3 separate regions of the Rattus norvegicus genome follow, and regions 1 and 2 are each linked to region 3. Evidence: chromatin contacts called from public Hi-C and HiChIP or PLAC-seq data. All regions are on one chromosome and are shown on one strand. The core of a region is the stretch at or near the end of the contact, and the rest is flanking DNA. Distances in the headings are between cores, read along the strand shown.

Region 1 (2,700 bases), core at 152-2,651, 290 kb before region 3:
CCTCCAATTCTGCCCAGTTCTCTGTTGCTTTTCATCCAGGCAGAGGCAGCTACCCTCCCTAGCTTTTCCCTTCAAATTAATCCCTTGCCTGAGGTTTGTTGTGCAGTATGACTCTGTGGTATTCCTTGGCTCCTGACAGCCAGGATATCTTTTGGAGCAGAACTGTCACAGGGGAAATTTTCTCCGAGTCAGAGCAAAGCAGCAACACTAGCATCGGGGAAACTTTCCCAGCAGCTGGAGCAGAACTTCTGTAGGGGAAACCTTTCCCTACCGAGCTTCAACACTTACAGGTGTGTTACCAGAGACACAAGAGGCAGGGTCCACCTGGAATTATAGTCTGTAAGCTTATTTGCGAACGATCTAACAAATTGTCAAGTGTTCTTACAATAAAGATCCAGGAGAAAGAAAGGCAGGGGCAGGAGCCAGAACCATAAGCCAAGGGACTGCTGAAGATACACGGGAAGTTCACCCACTCCTTGGGGCTTCAAATGGGGTCCCGCTCAACCAACATCTACATTTCAGAACTGTTAGGTAATAAGGTTCTGTTGTTTGGCATGACGTGGGGTCCCGCTCAACCAACATCTACATTTCAGAACTGTTAGGTAATAAGGTTCTGTTGTTTGGCATGACGTGGGGTCCCCTGAAACTGAGTTTACAGTAAGTTGCCATGTAGGTGCTGGGAATTGAACCCAGGTCGTCTCCAAGAACAGAAAACAGCTTAGCCACGTCTACAGTCTCAAATATCAAGTTAACTACGTCTATTGCTTCCTCGGTAAAATGGAGTAATACCTTAAATATATATCCTGAAGTGGAAAAATGGGGAAATGTATGCCCAAACACGAGCCGACGTTAAAACACGCCATTTACGGAGAGAGCTTTTCACATTAACTTACTGTGCTTGGTTCTTTACACGAATGGTTCCCGAGGGATCTAATTTATCCAGAGAGTCACAGCTAGGGTGGGAAATGAGGGAGACATAGGAGTAGGTAAGCAAGATTACAATAGAACACACTCGGGGACAGCTTTTATCCTCCAGACTAAACTAACGAAAAAAGACGCGAACGAGCACACAGACAAGCGAACAGTCCAAACGCTAGCCCGGATTGCAGACTTAAGTCCTTCGGAAACCCGGCAGCCCTCGCGAGAACCGGCGTCGTTCCCAGAAATCTGCAGGCTCAAGCGTCACTTTCCCGAGCCACTGACTCGCCTTCCACCTGACGGATCCCCTCAAGGGCCAAAACTCACGTAGTCCTCTCGCGTATAGGGGCGAAAATGGACCAATAGAAACTACGGATTTCGTGTTTCCTAAGCTCCACCCCTTGACCCCAGCACCAGGACGGGACAATACAACCGAGGATCCGGGGCGGGGCGGAACGCGGAAGCGGAAGCGGCGGTGGGTAGCGGAACTCCGTGAGCTTCTTCCCCACGTGTGCGGTGAGTGTTGTGGAGAGTTTGATGCGGGATGTGCGGGGCTAGTTTCCGCCGATCGCTGTGGAGCAGGGGGCTCTGCGGGGTAGTGGGCGAGCGGCATCTACAGACCCACCCCCGGGATGGTCTGCCTGGCCGCTTCGATGGCTCCGAGTTGGAGGAACCCTGGCGAGGGCAGGGGTTAAACCCTCTCTATTGATTATTGTAGAGCTAGAGGAACTAGTTCTGTGGGTCACAGTCACCCCGCCCGTCCCTTGACAGACCTTGTGCATAGGAGCAGTGCAGGGAAAGCTGAAGAAGGGACCCATAAGCCGAGACCTAAAGCGTGATAGGAGGCAAGAGTATTTTAAACAGAGGCGGTGAGCTGTCCCGGAGTTGGGAGTTGGGAGTACGGCGCTAACTAGATAAAGAGGAGGGTAGAACTTCGGAGCCGTGGTGTCGAGTTTCTTTATTTCTGTGTAATGGGAAGCATTTTTCTTTGTGTCCCTATGCATATAAAACATTGAAGGATTATTAGAAAAAAATTGGAGGTTCACGGTAGGCCTCGATTCTCTTAAAGAAAAATGTACTTAATTTGCAAGTTCGGCAAGGAGACTTTTGATTTGCATTGAGTGTTGGTAGTAGAAACAGGTAACTTGAAGGGGATTACAAGATATAACTTACTGATGGGTACAAGGTGACTGGCAAAGAAGTAAAAGTCAGGAGCAGTGTTCCAGTTTTCTCTCTGCGGAGTGGAGTAGATGATGCCCCATTGGCTACAGCAAGATTAGGCAGGGAGAGAAAGATGGCAGTGTGTGGTGGAAATGCAGAGCGTTATGATTCAGACATGACGTATAAGATGCCAGTTATATGCATAATCAAAAGGTGTTGAGGACTCATTGCTGTAGGTGTAGGACGTTGTCTTGGGGTCTGAAAACACCCTTGTCCCAAGGCTCCACCTAATTTGCTTTTCTTGCTCTTGGGTTAGCCATTAATTTGATAGTGAAGTAACTTGGCAAATGGTCATGAGGGTTAACATCATGACTGCCACATACCTTTGTCACTGTGAGAACAGCACCGCTCTGCTATCATGTGTCACCCTCTCCCCGACCCAAGCATAACTTCAATCTAATAATAAAAATCCCCAAAGGGAACATAACCTGTAAAAACGGAGGAGGTATGATGGCTACATCTTGGATAGAAAGAGGACAGGAATGAGAAAATTGATTTCCAAATAAACCTTGTGTTACACTAGTGTCATTTCGAAAGTGTCTTATTAAGTTGCCAATGGGG
Region 2 (2,700 bases), core at 169-2,668, 370 kb after region 3:
AATGAGTGAGAAAGATAGTATGGCCCATCCACCACAGTTTATGTCCTTTAAGGGGGTGGAGCCAATAAGGAGTAGCCAGGGGCTTTGAAAATGGGAGATTCTTGAAGACAGTTCCTTTGTTTTCATCGGGCTGTGATAGATGATTAATGCACGAAAAAGAACAGGAAGAACTAGAGAGCTAGGCACAGGGCCATCGTCAGCCTAACCTTGTCGCTTTTCAGTTGAGAAAACAGAGTGAAATACAAAGAAAGGGACTGTCTCAAACCAATGAGTTCAGAAAGGGAGAAAAGCATCCCTCAAATCTGCTCCACCTGTTCCGTGGAGATTTGAATCACGTGATAAGGATGACCCGATTCCTGCAAGAAGTGGTCCTTGGGCCTTCCTGAGCAGAGGGACATTAAAAGGAGATGGACAGGAGATGCTAATGGTGATTAAACCCCATGTTTTCTTCCTGGCATCATATGAAGAAATTTGGAAGCATGGGGACAGTTTATCTGAAGGATGTGATGACCATAATATTATCCAGTGACAGCCCATTACCCCTTTTCAGAATGAGGAGTCTTGGCTGCCTCTTTGAAACAGTTCCTGAGAATGCCGAAGTCCATTCCAGAGGCTCAGAAGTCAGACAGGATAACGTTAGTCTCCACTGGACCCAGCATCATTCCAGGAGCACCAGCCGGTCCTCTGCTTAATGTGTGAGCTCTTGTCTTTGGTCCTGATGACAGGTGTTTGCATATGAGTTACACAGGTTCTCCACAGGGATAGCTGTCTTCTTGGGGATCCCCCGCCCCACCCTGAGTCACAGATAAGTTCCTGAGAAGTGGGTTGGAGCTTCTCTGACAGTTCAAGGGTCCATACATAAAAGACAGCCAAGCCATGCATTTGGCATAAAGCACTTAGAACTTGGGACTTGAGTCCTTGATCACTGACTATGAAAATAGTTTCCCCTCAGTCCTTCAGAGCTGTGAGTCTTTGAAGATGAAGTGGGCATTTGATCCTGAACCCACCACCACCACCACAGCAGGACTCAGGCTTTCCAGCAGCCTTGTCTGCTTTTCACCCCTTCAAAGGTTACAGATCAAAGAGCCCCAGGTCTCAGTGGCTCCCTATAGGCTGCTGGGCTAACCCAGCCACATTTTGGCACTAGGTCAATGCCATTCTTTGGACCTGGGTGTTCCCCAGATCACATTAATCCTCAATCAGGGTTTTCCTCTGATGTCACAGCCCCAGAGCCTGCCCCAGATCTTGAGAGTCATTGATTTCATGTCAACCAGGGACTGAATAGAGCACCTTCAGTTCAACAAAAATAACTGCCACTGACTCAAACAAGAAACAGCCTGTCCCCAAGGTGCCCTGTCACCAAGCAAGGACACCTCCCCCACATACAGCACAGTCCCTTTGTTCTGTGCCAGTCAGTCCCCCTTTAACTGTGCTGTCCTCTCTGATTCATCCCTCTCGCTCAGGCAGGGTGACTCAGAAAGTGCTGTGTAAAGCCTTGCTCCTCCGCTTAATTGATAAAATATAGCCAAGCCAAGGAGGGGCTATGCAGAGTCCAAGGACGGACAGAAGGAGATTGCTAAGCAACATGCCGAGGGGCTGTGGGTGCGGACAGCTGAGAAGGGACACCAGAGGACCGGCTGGGCTGGCCTTCAGCCATTTGGAACATAAACCTCAGAAGAGGACAAAAGAAGAGCCCAGCCACAAGTTTCCAAATGCCACCCAGGAACACAAACCAGAGGCAGGCCACACACATTTACAGTGTGAGAGGAGCCATGTGACCTGTTCTAGTCGTCCCTTAAGCATCACCGACTATATATATCCCTGCAAAGGGCTGTGCCAGGGCAAGATGTCACACACAGAAAAGTGATGCTTTCTGCAATCAGTTAAGCTGGACCTTCCGTCAGAGCAAACAGCACAGGACTCAATGCTCCTTCTAAGGAGGAAATAGAGGGCATGGAAACGTGTGAAGTATGTATAGAAACGCACATTCATGTACACATATAGATTCCTCTTCTGCATACTGACCGAACCCATGCAGACACTTTATGGTTGGGCTAACAACCAATATTATACTTTTAAAATATGTTTAAAGTTTAAATATTGGAAACAAATGCCATTTGCTTCAGCGACAAAAAGTTTACATGAAGGACAGAGATGTTAGCCAAATCTGATGATGACCCATGCCTGGAATCTCAGCACTTGAGAGGCCGAAGTAGGAGGAGTACCACGAGTTCAAAGCTAGCCTGGGCTAAAGAGTGAATCTGTGTATTTAAAGAGAGAGAACAAGGCTGAACATTAAACCTTTTCTTTTCTTTTTTTCCACAGAGTTGCAGGATTTGCAATCAAAAGGGCAGGACACTAGGAAACATTTGCTGAGGTGATGGTAATCCACATGCTTGGTGACTGAGGGACCCTTCCATTTGGTCTACTTGCTTACTTGGTTCTTGGGCTTCTCTTAAGAGACTTTTGGTACCTGGTCAATTTGTATTTTATATTACAAGCAAGTCTTTACCAAGATTACTATGGTTTAGAGGCATGGGAGATAGGAGATGGTGAAAACAGTTGAATCCTTGGAATGGAGGGGAGTAGAGACTGGGGAGGAGAGGCTTACAAACTGATTGATGGCTTCCTCGGGTGGGGATCGTATTAAACAAAACAAAACAAAACCAGTCTTTCCAGTCTGTGCCAGGGCTTAGCTGT
Region 3 (2,700 bases), core at 32-2,531:
AGTTGTATGACCCAAGATGAGACTCTGAAAGTACACAGGGCTCCGAAGTCAGTGTGCTGACCCCCGGGGACTCGATTGTAGTCACCCCCGCCCTCCGCAAGCTACAGTCACACTTCAGCTCCAGCACCACACCTTCCGGCCTTATTGTGTAGAATAAAGGCTAATTACAGTCACTACACTGGGACTCAGTTTCTCTGGGGGAAAGTGTTGCCCAGAATGAGGCTCAGCAAAGTAACCTGATTAAGTCTGGATCCCACTCCCCTCCCCCGTTCAGTTATCTCAGAGACCCCAGAGGTTTTTAAAGGCTGCAGTAGCTGCGGAATCCCCGGGGGAGGGAGAAAGAAAGGCACTCAGAGGACAGTCCAGTTGAAAGCCACACTTGGAGCCTGAGAGATGGCCCGGCGCCTGGGGAGTCGCAGTCCCGGGCGCAGGCTGCGTACTTGACATGGCTCGGCCTCCAGGCTGCCGCCCACCGAACGTGCGCCTGCTCACGGCGGCGCGAGGACTACAGGCTCGGCCGGCACCTGGTGCCCGGTGTCCTCGGAGACGCCCACCTTCACCCACCGTGCGCTCTCAACCCTGCTTAAGTCTGAGGGACGCACCCGGGCTTCCAGGCCCCATGCTCTGCCAGGGTCCTAACAGCCCGCCTGGCAGAGGAGGCAGAACCATTGTTCAGTGGCTCTACAGCCCACATCCCCTAGCCCTTGTCAATGGGAGGTGAAAACCATGTAAAACAGAGGTTCTGGAAAGAAGGGGGACACAGAAGGATGACAACAAGTTCAAGGGACGCTTCAGGACACCCTAAACCCCACAGTCCCCCGGGCCCGGCTCCCAGTAGCCTCGGCTCTGACAGCTCAGAGGCGCCACCCGGGTGGGGAGGGGAGCAGGAGAGGAGCGTGGAGAGACGTCTGCTAGGAGGGGATGGGCAAGAGGAGCCCCGGGGTCTCCCAAAACGCAGCGATCGCGGACGCCCGGCTTGTTTCGGGCCGAGTGTGGAGGGGCGCGTCCCCACTCACCGCTTGCAGTGGCGCCGCTGTCCCGGGGCGCCCAGCACAGCGCGAGCAGCAGCCACAGCGCCCAACGCGCGGACGTGCCCATGCTGCCCGCCCGGATGGTGCCTCCGTCGCGCCGTCGTTGTCGCCGTTCGCTCCGCACAACAAGTTACCAGCCCTTCGGAGAGGAGGAAGGAGGTGGGGGCGGGGAGGGAGGAGGCGAGGAGGAGGGGGAAGGAGTGAGGAGCCGGGAGCACGGAGAGCACGCAAGGAGCGGGCACCCCTTCTCTGCAACTTGCACGCTCTACTCCTCGCCAGCCACCCAGCCAGCCAGCCACCCGGTCACCTCCCCCGCCGCGGCCGCGGTGTGCGCGCAGACCCTGCGGGCGGAAAATAATGCAGGCGTTGCAGAGAAGGGGAGGGAGAGGGGAGGGAACGGCGCGGGAGGAGGGGGCGGGGAGCCCGTTCGCCGCCGGGGACAGCTCGAGTGAACGGTCTTGGGGCACCCACCGGGGCGGCGGCAGGAGCGCGGCCGAGCGGCGCGGCGACCCCAGCGGGGGAGCTCAGCCCAGCAGCTCCAGCACGCACCGCTCTCCCGCGCGCTGTGAGGAGGGTGCGGGGGCAAGTGGCAGCGTGCGTGCGTGAGTGGCTGGGGCTGGGGCTAGGGCTGGGGCTGGGGCTGTCGCCGCCGCCATCCGGACGGCTCCAGGGGCTCGGCTTCTCCGCGCGTCGGCCTGGGGCTCACGGGGGACCCGGGGCGGCCTCTGGTTGGCTCGCGCACCGTTCTCACCTCCAATCCCGGGTGCCTGTCCTAATTTCCTGATCCAGGGAACCTGCGGCCGCAGCAGCTGTGCGCTCCCTAGCTCCCTACAGTCGCTACTGTACCCTCCTGGCGCCGTGGCAAGGAGCGCTGATGCAACTATTGCTGCTGTTGCCACCGCCTCCGGGCTTGATGGGGTTGGCAGTTGAGGGGTCTGGGGGCAGCAAGGAACCCTCTTCCCCCCTCTCCAGAGCCCCTAGGAAGGGCTGATGTTGTGAGGTCGGTAGGTAGCATCTTCTGAGGGGACTCTTCTCGCCAACCTGAAAGTGATGAAGAGGAGGGATGCGAACGCTCCGCTGTTCTGTGTGGGGTTCGGTGTCCCATCACAGTGGCAAGCTGACATGCCATTTTGTTAAAAATTAAATGTGGCTTTAAGCAAGAGTGTGTGAAAGAGAGAGAGAAAAAGAACAAGAGCGCTCCCGCGGTTGTGGCTTGTCCTCTGTAATAGAAGAAGACTAAAATAACCGAGTCTGGGATGGGGAGGAGGGAAATTGCCAGCGCAGCCCTGCATTCTCTCATCAACGATTATAGTTAATTGCTAATTGCACAAAATGATAGTTTGAGGGCCTGTAATTAAAAGCTTAACCTTTTTCTGGTTGGAGGAAGGGGACCCCGGTAGATTTATTCTCGGTATACTTTGTAACGTTCAATTACGAGCATTGTGGAGGGAAAAAAGGAAGTAAAGTCAACCTTCTCGAAAGGATAGATCGGGGGAGGTGGGTGCCGGGCAGGACCTAAGTCTAGGATTTGTTCTTATTGAACTTCAGTTTTCTTGAACACATCGCCCTGGTTGAGAGGCCTTCTGTGCTCTGGTCTAAGCAGAGTAGAGGGATACATTGAATTATTTCACCTGCTAATGTGATGTGTATACACTTCGGTTTTATAAGT

What was found. Hi-C and Micro-C count contacts between places; a contact is called where the count stands out from the background. HiChIP or PLAC-seq counts read pairs in DNA pulled down with a chosen protein or histone mark.
Region 1: a contact with region 3 is called in an H3K27ac HiChIP or PLAC-seq map of oligodendrocytes, with 4 times the contacts expected there. The contact joins the promoter of Pum3 here to the promoter of Vldlr in region 3. A contact is called at or near these places in 2 of 12 Hi-C or Micro-C datasets (the A7r5 cell line and the Rat2 cell line) and 1 of 1 datasets of contacts at active chromatin or transcription factors (oligodendrocytes).
Region 2: a Hi-C map of the A7r5 cell line shows a contact between it and region 3, with 1.8 times the contacts expected there. The contact joins the enhancer-like site here to the promoter of Vldlr in region 3. A contact is called at or near these places in 1 of 12 Hi-C or Micro-C datasets (the A7r5 cell line) and 1 of 1 datasets of contacts at active chromatin or transcription factors (oligodendrocytes).

The regions. Positions count from the first base shown.
Region 1 is chr1:234,526,313-234,529,012 of GRCr8, reverse strand. It overlaps Pum3 (pumilio RNA-binding family member 3), which reads left to right and starts at 1,401. Exons shown (of 18, transcript NM_001025036.1): 1 at 1,401-1,434. LOC102555808 (a long non-coding RNA gene) reads right to left here and starts at 1,027. Exons shown (of 5, transcript XR_010063222.1): 1 at 894-1,027.
Region 2 is chr1:233,866,134-233,868,833 of GRCr8, reverse strand. No RefSeq gene overlaps it. Among named protein-coding and RNA genes, the nearest start is that of Smarca2, 250 kb to the right of the region's middle. Within about 2 kb of position 1,418, at least 47 of the 93 cell types and tissues checked have an H3K27ac peak or open chromatin away from gene starts, as enhancers often do. A contact at or near this core is called in the A7r5 cell line, where this site is marked.
Region 3 is chr1:234,239,267-234,241,966 of GRCr8, reverse strand. It overlaps Vldlr (very low density lipoprotein receptor), which reads right to left and starts at 1,281. Exons shown (of 19, transcript NM_013155.2): 1 at 1,017-1,281. The coding sequence starts at 1,098.